2 separate regions of the Ovis aries genome follow, and region 2 is linked to region 1. Evidence: chromatin contacts called from public Hi-C data. All regions are on one chromosome and are shown on one strand. Each heading gives the region's core, a stretch centred on a gene start, on an enhancer-like site or on the middle of the called end of the contact. The rest is flanking DNA. Distances are from core to core; before and after follow the strand shown.

The links. Hi-C and Micro-C count contacts between places; a contact is called where the count stands out from the background.
Region 2: a Hi-C map of liver shows a contact between it and region 1, with 2.7 times the contacts expected there. The contact joins the enhancer-like site here to the promoter of KIF14 in region 1. A contact is called at or near these places in 2 of 16 Hi-C or Micro-C datasets (liver and tail adipose tissue).

The regions. Positions count from the first base shown.
Region 1 is chr12:78,691,772-78,696,819 of ARS-UI_Ramb_v3.0, forward strand. KIF14 (kinesin family member 14) reads right to left here and starts at 1,670. Exons shown (of 30, transcript XM_042229316.1): 1 at 1,614-1,670. It overlaps LOC114117396 (U6 spliceosomal RNA), which reads right to left and starts at 3,831; the gene lies at 3,725-3,831.
Region 2 is chr12:79,000,781-79,005,965 of ARS-UI_Ramb_v3.0, forward strand. It overlaps CACNA1S (calcium voltage-gated channel subunit alpha1 S), which reads right to left. Exons shown (of 43, transcript XM_042229448.1): 41 at 4,577-4,668; 42 at 4,275-4,403; 43 at 3,653-4,170. The coding sequence ends at 3,919. Among named protein-coding and RNA genes, the nearest start is that of KIF21B, 9.6 kb to the left of the region's middle. Within about 2 kb of position 1,586, at least 22 of the 54 cell types and tissues checked have an H3K27ac peak or open chromatin away from gene starts, as enhancers often do. A contact at or near this core is called in liver, where this site is marked.

The DNA of each region.
Region 1 (5,048 bases), core at 420-2,919:
TCGCAGAGAGTGGGACACGACTGAGCGACTTAGCAGCAGCAGCAGCAGCAGTCATGTTTAGAAGAAAAGAGAACAGCAGACACAGCTGAGGTCTGACTTCCCGTCAACGCTGCATCCAACTGGTTATACTGACGTGAACAAGTCTTTAAATTTGCATGTCTGATTCTAACTTGCAAAATGACATCTGATGAAACTATTTCATTGTGAAGGCAAAGAAAGGAACCCTCATTTAAAACAGAGTGAGGGGTGGGAGTGCAGGGTATCTGAACAGGAGCTCTCATGTTTTATCCCTTGCTATATTCACAGACTCTACAGGAAGAAGCTACTTCACATCCCAGGGCAAAGAGGAAGAAAAGGTTTCATCCTCACCCAGCAACGGCCCAGTCAATGAAAAACTAGCAGCTCAGCCACTAGGAGGCCATCACCACCCAGGCTGTCCCTCTCCTCTGACCCGCTGTCATTGAATTCCCTCCTTTTCTCCACACAGGCAGGCCTCATCTGGCTTAGGGGCTTCGCTTTGTTGCCCCTTCTGCATTTTTGTTACAAACTGAATGTTTGTAGCAACCATGTGTCAACAAGTCAGTGCCATTTTCCCAAGTGAGCATCTGCTCTCTTCAGGTCTGCGTCCCAGCTCTGGAAATTCCCACACTTTAAACATTTCCATTAGATGCTACTGGTCAAGGCGATCTGTGGCCAGTGGAATTGATGTTAGTAGGAGGACTCCTGAAGGTTCTGATGATGGTTACCGTTTTTACCAACCAAGTATTCTAAATGAAGGCATATACATTGTTCTTTAGACATAATACTACTGCACACATAACAGGCTACCATATAGGACCATATAGGATCCTACCATATAGGATTCTTCAATGAAACAAAACGTTCAGGAGACTGGCGGCGCGGTCCCCCTGAGCGCACACAATCTGGGAGGCGGAACCAGCTGCCCCTCTCCTGGGGCTGGTCCCCACTTGAAGCTCGCCGTGAGTTGCAGCTCTCTACTGCTCCCACAGAGACTCGTCCTGCTAATACAGCAACTAACCGTCGTATTTTTAAAATCAACCCCAGAGATCATGACTCTGGAGGTACAAAACAACAGAGGTTCATTTTTAAGTAACCTGTGCAAGTTCTAAATCACTAACAATCATGCCAGGATCGAAGCATCTCCCATCACCTTCTAACTAAAAGCAGGCAATCTTTTAGTTAAAGATTTCCTGATACGGAAGTAAATACAGAAACAAGAAGAAACCGAGGACTTGACCCGCAGCTGAAAACCGGCTGCTATTTACAAGGAGCACGAAGCTCGGGGTCTGAGGAGGGGCGGGGGTACGCCCCGGGACACTGGAGGGAAGGGGTGCCCAGACCCCGGGGTGGGCTCTCAGCGGCCACCCCGCCGCCCGGCGGCCACGCGCCCGGAAGACGCCCTCCGAGGGGTCCGCGGCGGGGAGGGCGCGGCCCGATCCCGCCCCTGGCCCTCCCGGGAGAACCCCGGCCCGCCCCCCTTGGAGACCCTCGCACCCGGCCCCGGGGACCCCCGGCCCTCCCGGACTCCCGAGCTGTCCACCCACCCCACCCTCGCCCGCACCGACGCGCCGCGCCCGGACCACAGCCCCCACCTCGCAGGCTCCTGGCCTCCTCGCGCCGCTCACGCCTCCGCTGCCGCCCCGCGGTTTGAATACGCGCCCCGCCCTCTGATTGGCTGCCGGGCGCCGCGCACGCACGTCTTCCCGGAAACGCGCGCGCATCTCCTAGGCAACGGCCCCGCCCCCTGGGTTGGGCGCGCCGCGCAGGGACGCGGGCGGCCGGGGCGCGGACTGCGGGCTGGGGGCGCGCTCGAGGGGGCGGGGGCGCGGACTTCGAGCGGCGGGGGCGCGCTCGGGGTGCTTGGCGGAGGACGCGAACGTTGATGCCCTTGTCCAGCCCCGGAGCAAAATGAGCACCATCCGTCCGCGTCGCCCCCGGACCTCTCTGTGCAGAAATAACTGCGTGCCCCCTCGGTAGCCACAGCCATTCACGGTTTTCTAGGATTTCGAGTGCAAAGCCTAGTGATAGGAAGTGCGCTGAATGTCTTAGATGGAAGTTTTTCATTTAATCCTGAGTACCTTACCAGGTAAATATTAACATGATCCCCCAGGTTACCAATGAGGGGCTGAAGTTTACAATTAAACTTGTGAAAAATTAGACAGCTAGCTGGCGGTGCAACTAGAATTACAAGCCCACCCCGTGAGATACAACTCGGTTTCTAGAAAAATCCTAATAAGGTTTTGAAGCACGAAAAGATAAGTATACTTGCTGAAAACTAACCAGATGAACGAGACGAGCTCTAGTCGAAAAGATATTTTAAAGTAACTTTCTTAAATAGCGAAAAGTGCAGGTAAAGAAATTGGATTCAGCGGGATAGAAAGAGAAATTAGAAGGGACTCTGAATGCATAGAAAAATTGAATGTATAATAAAATGCTCGTTCTAAAACTCTCTCTAAAAATCATTCTAAAATTTATTGAAATTAAGTTATAGAGCAACCATCAGAAAAAAAGAATGTAGTATTTATCAGGTCTATGGGAAAATAATCAAGTCTAGAGAGCAAAAGAAGCTATGGCAAAGGAGAAGACCAACAAACACAAATACATAAAAATTCTAAACTCATACATAGTTCACAATAGTGAAAATAAAATGTAGTAAACTACAAAAATACATTAAATATGACAGAAGATATAAAGATACCTTTCAACATAACAAGTAAAAAAAGTTTATAAGTAGAAACGGATAGTTCAGTTCAGTTCAGTTGCTCAGTCATGTCCAACTCTTTGTGACCCCATGAACCACAACATGCCAGGCCTCCCTGTCCATTGCCAAATCCTGGAGCTTGCTCAAACTCATGTCCATTGAGTGGGTGATGCCATCCAACAATCTCATCCTCTGTCATCCCATTCTCCTCCTGCCTTCAATCTTTCCCAGCATCAGGGTCTTTTCCAATGAGTCTGTTCTTCACATCTGGCCAAAGTATTGGAGTTTCAGCTTCAGCATCAGTCCTTCCAATGAACACCCAGGACTGATCCCCTTTAGAATGGACTAATTGGATCTTCTTGCAGTCCAAGGGACTCTCAAGAGTCTTCTCCAACACCACAGTTCAAAAGCATCAATTCTTTGGCACTCAGCTTTCCTCATAGTCCAACTCTCACATCCATACATGACTACTGGAAAAACCATAGCCTTGACTAGACGGACCTTTGTTGACTATGTAATGTCTCTGCTTTTTAATATGCTGTCTAGGTTGGTCACAACTTTCCTTCCAAGGAGTAAGTATCTTTTAATTTCATGAACGTAATCACCACCTGCAGTGATTTTGGAGCCCCCAAAAATAAAGTCTGACACTGTTTCCACTGTTTCCCCATCTATTTGCCATGAAGTGACAGGACCAGATCCCATGATCTTAGTTTTCTGAATGTTGAGCTTTAAGCCAACTTTTTCACTCTCCTCTTTCACTATTTACTCAACAAGTATTTATTAAGCTTCTTTCACATGTCAGACCTTAGACTAAGCAGTAGGGGTAGGAGTGAGTGGGTGTGGACCCTCCTCTCAAGCAGCTTACCAATTTCTGTCTCTAGAAATGTGCACTTTTAATTCTGATGCAAAAATCACTGGTACTGAAATTTTAAAACTTTTTTTACACTTATACCTAAATTTTTTTTTTTTTACAGTTGCATTTAATGACTGGGTTTTTTTTTTTTAAATATGGAACACTTCACGAATTTGCGTGTCATCCTTGCGCAGGGGCCATGCTAATCTTCTCTGTATCGTTCCAATTTTAGTATATGTGCTGCCAAAGCGAGCACTAATGACTGGGTTTTACAGTTTATTTTTATCTGAATTATTTTTGTGTGTACAGCCACTCACTTCTATCCCTACCGCTTAGTGTAAGGTCTGACATGTAAAAGAAGTAAATACCAGACCCCTCTAGAAAGCAATATGATCATTTATAGAAGGAAACATAAAGAGATTCATATTCTTTGCCCTAGTTACTGCACTACAAAAATTTATTCTTAGAAAATGTTTCAGTAGAAACCAAATAGTCTGTGGGCCCCAAACATAAAAACTCTCCATGGCTTACCATGAAAGCATGCATTAAATGATTAAAAATAAGGGGGAAAAATAATAAATTATATTAGAACAATTAAAGTCATTAAAGTTACAATGCCAAATTAACTAGCAGACAGTGCATGGCCTAAGGGCCTGCTTCCGCCCCAGACTGTGAGCACAGGATGGAGCAGGGCTTTGTCTGTGTCCCCCTGGGCCCCCCGTGCCTGGCACAGAGCACCTTCACAGGACACGCTTTCTGGACACACTGCCCTCTTCTCCTTCTTGCTCTGCATGGAGCTCCTGATTTAAGTCCAACTATGGGAACAATCCTCAACAGAATCAAGGGCCCCCTCTGAGCCAGCTCCAGGTTACGCAAGAGGGATTTTCGGTCTTTTATTTATTACACTAAGATGGTGCTCCTCTCTTCGGATCCTGCCCACAGCTCGCCTGCAGGGAAAGTCACTTCTGGGGACCTCTGCTTCTGCATCTGGGGATTGCAGATGCAAATGCCACCTACCTGAGAGTCACGTGAGGATTAAATTAGATTATGCACGCAAAGTGCTTAGTGTGGAGCTGGGTACAGGATTATGCTCTACAAATGTAAGCTACTAAATTGCATTGCCTGAAAACATCCTCCAAAACGCTGCAAAGCCCTGGCCAGTGCTGACGAACTGCGATCATGCATGCTCAGGCTGTCTGCTACAATGAGGACACATTTTACTTTATGAAGGTTAAGGATTATGGCTTAATCCCTAGAAATAACCGCAAGATGGAATAGCTCATTCCTTTGTGCTGGACTCACTGGACTCTATTAAAACTCAGGAGAGAGCAATGAAAAACCATCTCCAAGGGGAAGCAGACCTAATCTCCATTTTGCTCTAATATGATTAACATTTTTTAGAACTTCGGATCTTCTATGCTTTTTGATGGAAGACAAGAAAAAGGAGTCTATACACCTGAAACTAACATGGTG
Region 2 (5,185 bases), core at 336-2,835, 310 kb after region 1:
TCGCACGGACTCCGACACGCGTTCCTCCTCTGGGTCTTGGCTTCCTTTCTGACCACAATGAGATCTCCTCTTCTGATCATTTTAAACAAAAGTGCTTTGCTCTCCCTCCTCTGAGCCCTCCAAACCCCAGCAGCCGATCCTCCACGTGCTTCTCTGACACCCTAGCGTTTTCAATTCTTGTTCGACACCAAGATTATTATCTTGCCCTATGTATCTAGGCCAACTTCTTTTAGAATGCTTCTAAACCGGATTTAGGCTCCACTGGGGGCAGCTGTGTGGCATAGGAGGAAGACGCAATGGGCTAGGGAGCAGGAGGACGCATCCAGCCCTGCCGGGCAGACCCCGCCCTCGGCAGCTCATCAGTAAACTGGCAGCAGGACCCGTGCGGGGGGCGGGGAGCGAGGGTCCAATGCCACCGTGGCTGTGGGCCCAAGGCAGGAGTGATGTGTGACTGGGGTCAGGTGCCAGGGAACGGGGCCAGGGTTAGGTCTGGGTTGGCTGTGGCTTTTCCAGTGACCCGTGGCCGGCCTCCACACCTGCTGGCTGAGGGTCGGAGCTGCAGAGCCTGTGAGAGGACCAGCCTGATGCTGAGATGTGCGGCTGGGAGCTAAGCCGCCCAGCTCCCCCACAAGAGACTCAGAGCCCCATCAGGTCAGCCTCCGCCCTGTGAGGTCGGGCTCTCTCAGTGACCAGCTCTGACCCAGTCCAAGTAGCTGCTTCTTGGAGGGCCAGGCCCTTCCACGGTCACACTCACGCCTCCCAACAGCCTGGGAACAGAAATCATTCCTCCATTTACAGGAGGAGGAAGCTTGAAAGGGCGCGTGAGCGGCTGATGTCGGGGCGGGGGGCGGGCGGAGGGCCCTGGGGCTCCACGGGCCCGGCTCCAGGGCTGTGCTCCGTCACGTTGCACAGGGCAGCTCGGTTTCAAGGACCACGCAGCCCGGCCAGAGCTGGGCCTGGAGATGCCCCGGGACCAGAGCCGGGCCGCCTCCGCACTTGGGAGCCGGGCTGCCTCCGCACTTGGGAGCTGGGCCGCCTCCTTGGTTCAGAGACGCTCCATCTGAGCTCCACAGATTCCAGATGAGAGAAGGGGCTTCCCCCCGCCTCACGCCCTCTACGTGGCTCAGTGCCCGCCCCAGCCCCCAGCTTCATCCCGCCCCTTCTGTAGATCCCCCAGCACAGCTGGGTCCCAGGTCTGCAGGGATGGGCTGGGAGAAGCTGGGGGCAGCAGACAGCACTCTGGCCGGGAACCCAGTTGGAAGGCTTGCTGACCGCAGGGGCCCGCCTGCCCACCACCGTGGGCCCCGCCTGCAGCCTTCCGCCCTGCGTCCCCTCTGTCCTTTGCTTGGGGGTCTGGCAGCCCTCCATGGACACACCCACCAGCATCTGAAGGGGAGCTCGGGAGAGGCAAGACTGTGTGCACGCTGACCGTCAGAAGGTCCTGCGTGTGGCGGAGGAGGACGACCTGGACTCGCCCAGATGGTGAGGGCTGGGCTTCCTTGGAGCCAGCAGGCACGCGTCCCTCGGGCTGGGAGGCCGGCCAGACCTCCCGCGAGGGCCGTGGAGCCACGGCGCGGGGTTGAGGCCCTCCTACCAGCGCGGGCCCTCCTACCAGCGCGGGCCCTCCTACCAGCGCGGGCCCTCCTACCAGCGCGGGCCCTCCTACCAGCGCGGGCCCTCCTACCAGCGCGGGCCCTCCTACCAGCGCGGGCCCTCTGGCGCATTACCTGTCCTGTCCTGTCCTGGTCCTACTTGCAAATGAGGGTGACGCTTCATGTTGAGAACAAGAAGAAATGGATGCGGGGCCCCTGGAGCAGAGCCTGCCGCAGAGCTGGCATTCTGTACATTGGGCATTACACTCATTAATAACTCCGCTTGTGAATGGAGACATCCTTTTATAGACTTTTCCATGTCAGTTTTCAGCCAGGCTGCAGGCGGCCTATCTTTTCTCTCCCCCGGAGGCAGGGGAGCAGGGACGTGAGAGTCCTCTCCGTGACGGTGGAGCCAGGGAGGCAGCCCTTGCCTCAGAAGGCCCATGCCCCTGCCCCCTCCCCGGGTCCTGGACAGAGGGCGCAAGGCTGCAGCCCTGGGCGGGTGACCCCAGGTTAGGGGTGGTGGGGCACCGGCCAGGGCAGAGGCTACACTGGCCAGCACTTCCCTGCATTTATCTGACAGCGACTGGACACTGTGTAGACAGTACTCAGCTCAGGTTCAGGATAAGCCTGGAGGACCTGCTGCTGCCTTGGCACAACCTGACCTCGGGCTGAAAGTGAAAGCTTTAGTCGCTTCAGTCATGTCCGACTCTTTGGGACCCCATGGACTGTACCCACCAGGCTGCTCTGTCCATGGAGTTCTTCAGGCCAGAATATTGGAGTGGGTAGCCATTCACTTCTCCAGAGGATCTTCCCAGCCCAAGGACTGCCTCTGCAGGCAGATTCTTTACCAGCTGAGCCACCAGGGAAGGCCTCGGGCTGGGGTGAAATAACGTCACCGTGGTGACCTGCTGAGATGGGGACACGTGTTGTGGGGCCCCCCAAGCCTTTGGGAGTATTTGGGAGGTGCTTTCTGCAGGAAGTAATAGCGAAGCTGGCTACAGGCTAGGGGTCTGTTGGGCTCAGGGTTCGCTAAAAGGGACAGCTGGGCTGTGGGGGATAGAGGGTGGGTAGACAGGCCCAAGGGCTGGGGCTGGGTCCAGGGCCAGGGTTGTGCACCCTATGCTGAGGCTTTGGAGGCTTCGGGGGTTTAAGCGAGGGGCTGAGATAGCAGCTTTCTCCATTAAAAAGGATCAGGGTCAGGCTGGGGGGCCGGCAAGAAGTTGCGAGGCCACTGGGAGGCTGTGGCAGTAGGTGAGGTCTGGAACGAGGACCGAGTGTCGGGGGAGCCACCGTGGGAGGGGACGGGCCAAGAAAAAGAGGGACAGGGGCCCATGGGGCAGGGCCGGGGAGGGTCCGCCTCAGACTCGAGGTCTGAGCAGAGTGGGGCCCCAGGTCACAGGCTGCAGGGAAGGGTGACGAGGTCGGCTCTGGACATGACGGGCTTTTGGCTTAAGCTGGACATCCTCAGAGCCGAGGAGCAGGACACGGAGTGGGGTTTAGGAGAGACGGGACCCGGCCACGGGGGCGGGGCCAGGATGGGATGGGGCGGGGGCGGGGCCGGGACCTGGGGCGGGGCCGATCACAGGGGCGGGGCCGGGACACGGGGTTGGGACAAGCACGGGGGAAGGGGATGCTCAGCCCTAAATGAGGAAGGTGATGCAAGAGAGGGGGCTAACCCTGCAGGAAGGAGAAAGGACCCAGCACCCTGGGGACGCCCTCCCCTGAGAGATGGGCGGCCTGGGGGAGGTCACCGGGAAACCGTGAGAGGGAGCACGTGACAGGGGAGGAAACCAGGGAGAGCGAGGAGGTGGATGCCAGGGCCTTGCTCCCTTAGGCCTAGAACGGGGGCCCCCCGAGGCTCTGGGGGATGGGCAGGCAGTGGATTTCGGTCGAGCTGCGGGGAAGGGCAGCTGTGAGGGGCCTGGACGTGCAGAAGCTCCACAACGTCCTCAGCGGCCCCTCAGCCCCTGCAGGAGGACCATCCAGAGGCCCCTCCTTGGGAGCAGGGCAGGGGGAGGTATAGAAGGGCCCCCAGAAGGAGACAAGCAGAGGCAGTGCCCTGTCGCAGGCCTGGAGACTTTAATGTCCTGCCAGCACTGACCAGGCCTCTGAACGACACAGAAGCTCTGTCCACTCACACGGCTTGCTGGTGAGGAGCGTGACTTCGCCTTCTTCCCGCTGAACTTGGATGCGTTTCCTGACCCCCCTGCCCGCCCCCGCCCATCCCTCTGTCCATCAAGGCTGCTGAGCAGGGCTAACCTTCCCGCAACAGATCCCCCACCCTCGGTCTCGCCAGCCCAGGCCCACACAGACGCCAGGGCCCTCATGGCCTGCGGGGAATCAGGGTCTCCTGGGAGCCCTCACACTGGTCGAGGCTGCCCAGGGAGGACCCGAGGCCCAGACACCCTCGGGCACCAGGCACGCCCTCCAGGGCCTCGCGTCCCTGCAGAAGCCCTGCGGCTGCCACCTCCACCTCCCGCGGTTCCATCCGGCAGGCCTCCGCCAGCGCCTGGCCCGTGGCCATGACGAAGTTAGCATCCGCCGCCAAGCTGTCCAGGCCCCCTCGCACCAGAGCCTGCAGGGAGAGCAGGCCGGGTGGGTGGTCCCGAGGTGGTGGCCCGCCCCCCATCCTCTCCACCGCAGGCCGTGGCAGGGCCACCCCAGACGCAGCACCCTCACCTCTCGGATCAGCAGGGCCGTGGCGGGAGCTGGGCTTCCGGGGGTCCCGTCCTCTGTCCTACTGCCTGGCGGCAGGGACCCTGGGGTGGGGCTCCTCTCCTCAGGCACCTGAGACTCTGCTCCCACACGCTGTTTGGAAAGCACCGAGGCATAGACCCCTCAGGGAGGCCAGAGCCCATGGGGATGGGGAAGGCCCAGCCGAGATCCCAGGCAGGGGAGGACGGGGGTCCTGTCCCTCCTGCTGAGTCACTGCCGCCCCCTCTCTGCCTGGAGCCTGCTTCCTGTCTTCTCTGGCCTGTTACCTGGCAGGAGGCGGCGGGAGCCTGGGCCCCGGGTGTCCTTCTCCGGGGCAGCTGTCCCTGCGGCCACTCCACTCGGGACTTGCTGTGGGGCCCTGTGGGCAGAGTGGGCCCAGGGCTCAGTCCTCCCGGGGGCCTTGGGTCCACAGAGCTCCCCTCGGCCAGCCAGCCCCACCCTGAGGCCCTCAGGGTCCTAGAGGTCCACCTACCCCAGGCCGGGCAGGACTCCCCCCTGCCCCCTCTGCCCTCATCTGTCCTTGTGGGCTTGGGAGGGGATCAAGGCCAGACCCCGGCCAGCTTTGGCCAAGCTGATCTTTGTGTGAGTGTGCGTCGGTGAACGTGCGAGATATGTGTGTATGGGTGTGCATGAGTCTGTGAGTGTGTCAGGGTGAGAAAACACGCCGAGCACCCTCATCTCTGCGAACCGCAGCTTCCTTGGTTCCCTCCTGTCCCGCGTGGCTGTCTAGGACCCACTGGGCAGCCACCAGGTCAGCTGCTGAAGGGCAGAGCTGAGCTGTCGGCATGTCCAGGGGCTGTCCTTTGGCCGGGGAGGGATGTGCCCGGGGAGGGCCCTTTCACAGTGCAGACCCCTACCCCCGCCTTCACTCTGGC